Linked DNA regions of Sus scrofa: region 2 is linked to region 1. Evidence: chromatin contacts called from public Hi-C data. All regions are on one chromosome and are shown on one strand. The core of a region is the stretch at or near the end of the contact, and the rest is flanking DNA. Distances in the headings are between cores, read along the strand shown.

What was found. A called contact is a pair of places that touch in the nucleus more often than the background predicts.
Region 2: a contact with region 1 is called in a Hi-C map of heart right ventricle, with 2.9 times the contacts expected there. The contact joins two enhancer-like sites. A contact is called at or near these places in 2 of 47 Hi-C or Micro-C datasets (fetal heart ventricle and heart right ventricle).

What each region holds. Positions count from the first base shown.
Region 1 is chr10:44,657,095-44,662,249 of Sscrofa11.1, forward strand. All of the region lies in intron 3 of CACNB2 (voltage-dependent L-type calcium channel subunit beta-2), which reads left to right. Among named protein-coding and RNA genes, the nearest start is that of CACNB2, 340 kb to the left of the region's middle. Within about 2 kb of position 2,852, at least 4 of the 83 cell types and tissues checked have an H3K27ac peak or open chromatin away from gene starts, as enhancers often do.
Region 2 is chr10:44,790,337-44,795,923 of Sscrofa11.1, forward strand. All of the region lies in intron 4 of CACNB2 (voltage-dependent L-type calcium channel subunit beta-2), which reads left to right. Among named protein-coding and RNA genes, the nearest start is that of RSU1, 290 kb to the right of the region's middle. Within about 2 kb of position 1,680, at least 2 of the 83 cell types and tissues checked have an H3K27ac peak or open chromatin away from gene starts, as enhancers often do.

The DNA of each region.
Region 1 (5,155 bases), core at 1,602-4,101:
TAGGCCGGTGGCTACAGCTCTGATTCAACCCCTAGCCTGGGAATCTCCATATGCCGCGGGAGCGGCCCAAAGAAATAGCAAAAAGACAAAAATAAATAAATAAATAAATAAAAAGAATGATAATAATAATATCTATGTTCACAGTCATTGGGGAGAATTTAAAAATATGTCAGTTTGGAGTTCCCGTTGTAGCTCAGTGGTTATTGAATCTGACTGGGAACGATGAGGTTGTGGGTTCGATCCCTGGTCTTGCTCAGTGGATTAAGGGTCCAGTGTTGCCGTGAGCTGTGGTGTAGGTCGCAGACACCAGACGCGGCTCAGATCCCGAGTTGCTGTGGCTGTGGTGTAGGCCGGCGGCCACAGCTCTGATTAGACTCCTAGCCTGGGAACCTCCATATGCCTCCGGTGCAGCCCTAAAAAAGACAAAAAAAAAAAAAAAAAAAAAAAAAATCCCAGTGCACCTAGCCTGCTGAGCACGGCACCTGTAGTTCTTAAGGGAACGTACACACCCATCTGCATTTTCTGCAGTGGCTAATAATTAAAGACCTTTGCTCTGAGATGCCAAATTTTGACATCGAGGACAGGCAGCAGGGGAAAGTGTTAAGCTGTTTTCTGTCTGCATGTGGAAGAAAGAAAAATTAAAATACATAACAACTCTGTAAAGTGGGACTCCTGATTGGGTATCTGTGGATCAAGTATCAGAGGGCTGGTAGGGCAGGAAGGAATCAGTATTCCAAAAAGATAGGCAGGTGTTTGCACCTGTGTATAGATGAACATCTTCTAGCATCGGGAGAGTTTCAAAGTGGCCTTCAACTCTCAAATGGTCAAGAACCGTAGCTTCTGAATGGGAATCAGCCCAAGAGAAGAAAAAATATGATGGAGGTTAAATATTCTAAGGTGTCTAGTAATTTCCAAATTTTTACTCTTTCTTTCTCTTTACCTTTATATTGTTAAGCAGTTTAGGGTGGAAACAAAGGATATTGACATGAGCCTGTGTATTTCCATCTATTATAAAACAAGATTCCTACACCATTTCCCAGGTATAATTTGTATTTAAATAAATGTATAATGTTAGAAAGCCTTGGTGGCCGGTCTAGGTACAGAAGGATTCTTCAAAAGAGGCGCAGGGATGCATGCTTTATTACCTGGAGATGCCAGAATGATTGATTTCAACTTGACCCCATAAAACAATCTGTTTGTAGAAAGAAAAATATTCTGCAAGCGCAAAGAGATTTGCAAAGTTATTTTTATTGTTAAAGTCAAAAAAACTTGAAAGAGAGTTTTCCATGTCAAAGTAATTAATTAGAAGTTATTAGTATTAGGAGTTCTCATTGTGGCTTGGTGGGGTAAGGACCTGACGGCTCTGTGAGGACGTGGGTTCAATCCCTGGCCTCACTCAGTGAGTTAAGGATCCTGCGTTGCTACAGCCTTCGGCATTGTTTGCAGATGTGGTTCGGATCCGGTGTTGCAGTGGCCTGGGCATAGGCCTCAGCGGCAGCTCCACTTCTACCCCTTAGCCTGGGAATGTCCATATGCCACAGACGGGCTGTAAAAAGAGGAGGAAAAAAGTTATCAGGGTTAAAAAATAGAAGAAATATCAAAGGAAATGTGTGTAGGAACATTCCAGAATTTCGCTGCTTTTAGTCAAATATTTTTATTCTGGCAAATTATATCCCATTCCTTTTCTACAAGCATATGTATTTTTAGAGTGGTAACTGTAGTGCACAGATTATTCAAGAGTCTGCCTTTTTCGATATTTTGAAATCACTTTTTCGTCACAGAATGATATAGCATGGTGTGGAGTTACCATAGTTTTTCCAAATAGACTGGTCATTTATTGTTAGACTTTTAATTAATTCCATAATTTTGTTTTTAATGGATAAATAAATCTGTCATAACAACTTTGAGCATATGGTTTTATGCTCTGTTAAGTAATTTATTTGAGATAAATTCTCAGACTTGGAATTATTTGGGCAGTGAGTGGGTTTGAATGTTCTTATGTCTCTGTCTATGTCTTTCCATCATTCTTTTCAAAATGATTATACCAGTTGATGATGCCAACATAATATTATTAATATGCTAATTTTGTCATAAGACATCCCATGTTAGGTGTTAATAATTGCCTGAAAATGTAGATAATTACCCAGCATCACTTTAATTTCTGTTTAGTAGATTATTCTACTGAAATTTATCTGAAATTTATATATTCTTTGTAACGCTGTAAATTATTTTATTAGATTTCCTGTGTTTAGATTCCAGCATTAATTTTATTTATTAGGTGGTCAAAGTACCTCTTTAGAGAATAAACTATTAGTTTTCCCCTACTCAGTCTCACCTATCAAAATATTTCCTTTCAGAGTTCCCGTTGTGGCTCGGCAGGTTAAGAACCCAACATAGTGTCCATGACAATGCTGGTTCGATCCCTGGCCTCACTCAGTGGGTTAAGCATCTGGTGTTGCTGTGAGCTGTGATGCATTTCAGATTTGGCGTTGCCATGGCTGTGGCATAGGTCCCAGTGGCAGCTCCATTTCAGCCCCTAGCCTTCCATATACCTCAGGTGCAGCCCTAAAAAGAATTAAAAAAAAAAAAAATCAGAGCTGTCACAGCTCTAAAGGGACCCAGCACCTCATAGCATAGCTTCCTATGTGACTCTCCCTTCCAGTGGGCATTTAGGGCCTGTCTCTCCATCTCCCCTAGGATAGGAGAACTGGAATTTTCCATTCTTTTTCTCGATAAAAGATCTGCCATCATGTCGACCACAATATAATGGGATATCCTTCTTTAAATCCTGATCCAGTTGTATAGCAGTTTTCTTACCTATTCGTGGCATTTTAGGCAACAGGAAAGGAAGAAATCTGGCTTCTGCAATCACATCTAAGATCCTTCTCCTGCAAGCAGCATGTAAAATAGATCTGCCACAGGAGCTCCCACTGTGGTGCAAGGGGATCGTGGCATCTTGGGAGCCCCAGGATGGTTTGATCCCTAGCCCGGCACAGTGGGCTAAGGGGCCGGCGTTGCTGCATCTGTGGCTTAGGTTAGGACTGGGGCTCGGATCTGATTCCTGGCCCGGGAGCTCCATATGTTGCGGGGTAGCTTAAAAAAAAGGGGGGGGGGAGAAAAAAAATAGATCTGCCACAGTCCTCACCCTCTGATGCCAGTGTCCCCTCCCCTCAAAGTGGATTCTCTTCCACCCTGGCAGCCTAATCCTCTTAGTTATCACACAGAGAGAATGGCTTTGATTTGAGAATAGGAGGGGCAGAGCTCACTGCTCCGGAAGGAGAACAAGATTTTATTCCTGATTGTAGCTCTGGTTTCTTTGTTTGGGAGCAGTTGATTAACATCTCTCAGCTTGCTTGATCACCTGTAAAATGAAAGCAATCATTCTTATCTCTCTCTTGCTCTATATGGAAGCCTCTTAAGGCCCTCAGGGGTGATGCAAAATTCTTAAAGCATCTCAGAACAGCTGGTGCTGGTCTTGTCTTTCGTTTGAAGCCCGAGCAGTTGCTTGAAGAATGTACTTTCAGTATCACTAGGCATTCAGTCAAGTCTTTTAACATCGGGTCTTTCTTTTCTGGGGCTTTACATTTTTCTTTTCCTTTTTGAAAATTGTTTATTGAAGGATGCTTGATTTACAGCGTTGTGACAATTTCTGCTGTACATTCTGTCGTTTTTTTCTTTTCGGGCCTCGCCTGTCTTGGCACCAGCATAGGTGTTTCTGCAGCATGAAACCCGATCCTTCCTGCTGGATCCAGGCTCATGTCCATTTTCTTGACTTAGCCGAATAAACTTTAATGTTCACTGAAAACATGTACCTTCCTGGAACCTTTCAAGGCCAAGTTCTACATATGCATGTTCTCTCCTTCCGTCACAGCTCTGCTACCAAGTTGTGAGAATGCACTTTCATGGTGGGCTGTGAAAAATGAATGCTAACCTGGAGTTCCCATCCTGGCCCAGTGGTTAACGAATCTGACTAGGAACCATGAGGTTGCGGGTTCGATCCCTGGCCTTGCTCAGTGGGTTAATGGTCCAGCGTTGCTGTGAGCTGTGGTGTAGGTCCCAGACACGGCTCAGATCCCACGTTGCTGTGGCTGTGGTGTAGGCTGGTGGCTACAGCTCCGATTCGACCCCTAGCCTGGGAACCTCCATAGGCCGAGGGAGCAGCCCAAGAAATGGCAAAAAGTCAAAAAGTCAAAAAAAAAAAAGAATGCTTACTTGAGGTTTGGGCGTTTTTAATTTTTCTATTTTTCATTTGTGGCTGCCAAGCATTGAACCTGAGCAATGGCAGTAACAATGCCAAGTCCTTTACGCTAGGCCACCAGGGAACTCCTGGGTAATTTTTAAAAGACTCGATTATAAGAAGTGGCCTCATAAAACTGAGCCAAGTATTAATAACCTGCATGTGATATGTATTGGGCATACCCAGGTGAAATTAAATGTAGTCTCTATTTTAGGGAAATTATTTATTCGGATAATATAACAAGATAGCATATATATATATACCACTGTGCAAAAATTGAACAATAAACATGACTTTCTAGATTATGGGCAGCACAAATGTTTAGAGAATTCTCAGGGTAAAGGACTGGTTGAAAATGCAGAAGTTATGGAATTCAGTTCATCTTGATAACAAAGAATAGATTGGTCAACCATCTCTTTAATAAGATTTAGTTGAATTATGTAGGTTTTTCAATGTAGCTAGAATGTGGAGGTGATTATGTGGCTGAATTTGAGCTCAGTAAAAGTTTGTATTTTATTTTATTTTATTTTATTTTTTGTCTTTTGTCTTTTTAGAGTCGCACCCATGGCATATGGACGTTCCCAGGCTAGTAGTCGAATCTGAGCCAGCCTCCGCCACAGCCATAGCAACACAGGATCCGAGCTGCATCTGCATCCTGCACCACAGCTCACAGCAACACCGGATCCTTAACCCACTGCGCAAGGAGTCAGGTTCGTTCTCCACTGAGCCACAACGGGAACTCCTGAAAGTCTGAATTTCAAAGAGATCTCCAGGAGTTCCCTAGTGGCACAGTGGCTTAAGGACTCAGTATTGTCCCTGCTGAAGCTCGGGACAGGTTCAATCCCTGGCCTGGGAACTTCCATATGCTGGAGACAAGGCCAAAAAAAAAGTAAATAAAGAGATCTCCAAACTATTCCC
Region 2 (5,587 bases), core at 430-2,929, 130 kb after region 1:
TGGAGTGCTAGAGAGAGGGCTGGAGTTTCTTTTCTTTTTTATTTCCATCTGAGACAGTCATTTATTCAAGAAAGAGACATCTCTCCGCCCTCCCCAGTCAAAAACTCAACCAGCAGTTGCTTTGTGGCTCAGTGGGCTAAGAACCCAACATAGTGTCCTCGAGGATGCGCGTTCAATCCCTGGCCTCGACCAGTGGATTAAGGACCCAGTGTTCCTGTAAGCTGAAGTGTAGGTTGCAGTCACGACTCAGATTGGGTGGTGCCGTGGCAGTGGTGTAGGTCACGGCTGCAGCTCTAATTCGACCCCCAGCCCATGAACTTCCATATGCCTCAGGCAGGTGTTAAAAAAAAAAAAAAAAAAAGGTATAATGAGAGAAAATTGGCAGCCTCTGTGTTTAAACAGGGGCAGTAGGAATGAGAGAGGAGGGGATACATTAAAAAAGAGAGATGTATTTAGAAAGTAGGGCAGACAGTAAAGCCAGTGGGTGGTGGGAAAGAACTAAGCGAAGCAGTCCAGGTTCGGGTGCTGTTTAAGAAAATGGGGAAGGGCCTTGACTAGGTGACTTGATCCTTGGACATGCTGAGCTGTGGATAAGCAGATGGACATCCTTGCAGGCACTTGGATATAAGACAACCAGAACCAAGCTTTCAGGGTTAAATGAATGGATGTGGGAGTCATCCATTGTAGCTTGAACCTGAAGCCCTGGAAGTGGATGAACCCACAGGGGGTGGGGGTGGGGTGTATAGATGAGAAAATAACAGTGTCACTCTCGCTTCTGAGCCTCTGGTTGACTCTTCCTGTCTCGCTGCTGTTTCTTCTTTCAAACTCAAGTCCTTCTGTCTCCAGGAGAACTTACTGAAGTCGTACTGATTGTACAATGTTGTGTTAATTTCTGCTGCACAGCAAAGTGACTCAGTAATACACACATACTCGTTTTCTTTTCTTCTGTCTCCTCTCTTCCCCGCCGCCCATCCCTTCCATTTCCCCCTGGCTGCCCCCTCCATGAAACACAGTGTCCCCAGGGGGAGAGGGATGGATTGGAGGTTTGGGATTGGCATATGCACACTCTTGTCTATGGGATGGATGGTCCACAGGGACCTGTATAGCACAGGGAACTCGACTCAGTATCCTCTGATAACCTATTTGGGAATGGACCTGTGTGTATGTGCGACAGAATCACTTTGCCGTACAGCAGAAATTAACATGACATTGTAAACCAACTCTGCTTCAATTAAAAAAAAATGTTTGATAGGTGAATTTTTTAAAAAAAGGAAAAAGAAACAGTGCCCATGTTCCTTTGCAGGCCTGCCAGTCGCAAAGATGAGCACGTGTGTCCCCTTTCTTTGTGAGGGTTTTGTGGCTGAGCTTTGTGGCACGTAGCAATCTTCAGTTATCTAGACCTAGCACGAGAGTGACAGCACTTGACCAACAAATACAGCTGCACCTCCTTACCCTGGGGGTGACTTATCTGACATTCTGGTTATGGTGCACAGAGCCAAGACTCTCGAAGCAGCAAACAGAACCTTTCAGCCATCAAAGTCATTGTAACATCTAGGCACTAACGCTGGGATCTGTTTTCTCCTCTCTGATCTAAGCTCTGATGTGCGTGGTTTTCTGAGTACAGCTGCTAATTTTTGAATTGTATGCAAGTGCCCACATAGAAGGTTCTATCCTGGAGTTTTGGCAGAAGGAAGACTATCAGATTCCTTTGTAGCCCCAGAATTGGATCCTCCGTCATGGCTCTTAGCAGTTGCTGAAGGAAGAAGCGACTCTTTTCCTGCACGGGACGTCACCGTCTTGATCTACAAAGTCTGATTTGCTGGTGGTGGGACAAATTCTAGAGCAATAACTTTTTTATTGAAATATGGTTGATGTACAGTGTTGCGTCAGTTTCTGCTGCACAGCACAGTGACTCAGTTATGTATTCGTTTTTTCATATTCTTTTCCATGATGATTTTTCATTGGATTTTTTTTTATTGTTATTTCCCCAATACGATTTCTTTTTCTACTCTACAGCCTGGTGACCCAATTACACATACATGTACACATTCTTTTTTCTCACATGATCATGCTCCATCATAAGTGACTAGACGTAGTTCTCAGCGCTACACAGCAGGATCTCATTGCTAATCCATTCCAAAAGCTAGAGTCTGCATGCATTAACCCCGAGCTCCCAATCCATCTCACTCCCTCCCCCTCCCCCTGGCAACCACAAGTCTATTTTCCAAGTCCATAATATTCTTTTCTGTGGAAAGGTTCCTTTGTGCTGTATATTAGATACCAGATATAAGTGATATCATATGGTATTTGTCTTTCTCTTTCTCTTTCTTTTCTTTTTTTTTTTTTTTTTTTGTCTTTTGTCTTTTTGTCTTTTTTTTGTTGTTGTTGTCGTTGCTATTTCTTGGGCCACTCCCGCGGCATATGGAGGTTCCCAGGCTAGGGGTTGAATCGGAGCTGTAGCCACCGGCCTATGCCAGAGCCACAGCAACTCGGGATCCGAGCCGCGTCTGCAACCTACACCACAGCTCACGGCAATGCCGGATCGTTAACCCACTGAGCAAGGGCAGGGACCGAACCCGCAACCTCATGGTTCCTAGTCGGATTCGTTAACCACTGCGCCACGACGGGATCTCCTGTCTTTCTCTTTCTGACTTACTTCACTCAGTATGAGAGTCTCTAGTTCCATCCATGTTGCTGCAGATGGCATTATTTTATTCTTTTTTATGGCTGAGTAGTATTCCATTGTGTGTTCGTGTGTGTGTGTGTGTGTGTGTGTGTGTGTGTGTGTGTGTGTCACATCTTCCTAATCCATTTGTCTGTCAATGGACATTTGGGTTGTTTCCATGTCTTGGCTGTTGTGAATAGAGCTGCAGTGAACACGTGGGTGCATGTGTCTTTCTTAAGGAATGTTTTGTCTGGATATATGCCCAAGAGTGGGGTTGCTGGGTCATATGGTAGTTCTATATTTAATTTTCTGAAGTACCTCCATACTGTTCTCCACAGTGGTTGTACCAGCTCACATTCCCACCAACAGTGCGGGAGGGTTCCCTTTTCTCCACACCCCCTCCAACTATTGTTATTTGTGGACTTATTAATGATGGCCATTCTGACTGGTGTGAAGTGCTATCTCATGGTGGTTTTGATTTGTATTTTTCTAATAATCAGGGATGTTGAGCATTGTTTCATGTGCTTGTTGGCCATCTGTATATCTTCCTTGGAGAAATGTCTATTCAGGTCTTTTGCCCATTTTTCCATTGGGTTGTTGGGTTTTTTTGCTGTTGAGTTGTATAAGTCGCTTGTATATTTTAGAGATTAAGTCCTTGTCAGTTGCATCATTTGTAACTCTTTTTTCCCATTCCGTAAATTGTCTTTTTGTTTTCTTTTTGGTTTCCTTTGCTGTGCAAAAGCTCTTCAGTTTGATTAGGTCCCATTGGTTTCTTTTTGCTTTTATTTCTGTTGCTTTGGGAGACTGACCTGAGAAAACATTTGTAAGGTTGATGTCAGAGAATGTTCTGCCTATGTTCTCTTCCAGGAATTTGATGGTGTCTTATCTTATATTTAGGTCTTTCAGCCATTTTGAGTTTATTTTTGTGCATGGTGTGAGGGTATGTTCTAATTTCATTGATTTGCATGTAGCTATCCAGGTTTCCCAACGATTCTTGCTAAATAGACTGTCTTTTTCCCATTTTAGGTTCTTGCCTCCTTTGTCAAAGATTAATTGACCATAGGTATCTAGGTTTATTTCTGGGTTCTCTATTCTGTTCCATTGGTCTGTCTGTATGTTTTGGTACCGGTACCACACTGTCTTGATGACTGTGGCTTTGTAATATTGCTTGAAATCTGGGAGAGTTATGCCTCCTGCTTGGTTTTTTGTGATTCCGTGTAAATTTTTGGATAGTTTGTTCCAGTTCTGTGAAAAATGTCATGGGTAATTTGATAGGGATTTTGAAATAGAGTCCCCTGTGCTGGACAGTGGGACCTGTTGTTTGTCCCTTCTGTATATAATAGCTCACATCTGCTAACCCCAGCCTTCGGTCCTTCTCTCCCTCCACCCTCTCCCCCTTGACGTCCACCAATCTGTTCTCTGTGTCTTTGAGTTCATTTGTTTTGTAGATAGGTTCATTTCTGTCTTATTTTATTTTATTTTACTGCTTTTTAGGACCACACCTGCAGCATATGGAGGTTCCCAGGCTAAGGGTCTAATCTGAGCTACAGCTGCCGGCGTATACCACAGCTCAGGGCAACGCTGGGTCCTTAACCAACTGAGCAAGGCCAGGGATCAAATCTGCAACTTCATGATTCCTAGTCGGATTTGCTTCCACTGCGCCATGACGGGAACTCCCATTTCTGCCATATTTTAGATTCACATGTAAGTGATGTCATAAGTATTTGTCTTTCTCTTTATGACTTCACTTAGTATGAGAATCTCTAGTTCCATTCATATTGCTGCAAGTTGTATTATTTCTTCTTTTTTATGGCTTAGTAATACTCCAGTGTGTGTGTGTGTGTGTGTGTGTGTGTGTGTGTGTGTGTGTGTGTACCACATCTTTTTCATCCATTCATCTGTCAATGGACATTTAGTAGACCAACAACCATTAGAAACATGTGTTCATAAAGTGGACCCCAAGTTTGAATAAGTCTAAACAAAATGGGAAATTTAACTAATGTCCAGATAATGCTGGTATCATATTTTAAGTGGAATAAGATGAACTAGAAAGGCATTCTAATTTCTCAAGAGCCAGAATTATCCATTTGAAAGTCATTCCATTGGAATGATAAATACACATTGCAGTCGCTTTTTGTCACACACATCAAGTCTTCTTTTTTTTTTTTTTTTGTGGTTGCACCTGCAACATGTGGAAGTTCCCAGGCCAGGGACTGAGTCTGAGCCGCAACTGTGGCAACATTGGCTCCTTTAACCCGTGTGGGCTGAGGATTGAACCCACATCTCTGCAGTAACCCAAGCCACTACAGTTGGATTCTTAACCCACTGCGCCACAGCCGGAATGCTATAAACATCAGATCTTTACTGATGGTGGTCAGCACCAGTATGTAAACTTCATTGGTAGATGCTTCCCACTTAAAGACTCTCCGTATTCTCAGGGAGCATTACGTCTAACTTTGAGGTCAAAAAATGTTTGCCAAGTGCCCAGCCGGTCCCCAGCACGGGGAACACAGTGAGGAAGATCCAGTAGTTCCTAACTCTACACGCTTACAGTTTGGTGCATTTACAGTTTAGTAAGACAAGACCTGCTTAGAAGATACAGAGCAGTGCAGAAAGGTCAGTGTCAGATACCAGTGGAGTAGCATACACATTAAATGCTACAGAATCTCACAGCAGGGAGAATCTGGTGGGTTACAGTAAGAGTGCCTGGGGAGTCATTGATTCCATCCAGTGGCAGCAGCCAGGAACCTGGGCACCCTATTTATTGGACTTCTCACCCCACCCAGTGGCTTTCACCTGGTGGATCTTCTCTTTGAACCTGCCCTTCTCCTAAAGCCCTCGCCAGGCAGCGTTGGTCTGTGCTTCTGCAACATGGACACGTCCCCCTCTCTCTCTCTTTCATTTTTGGCCACCCCACGACGT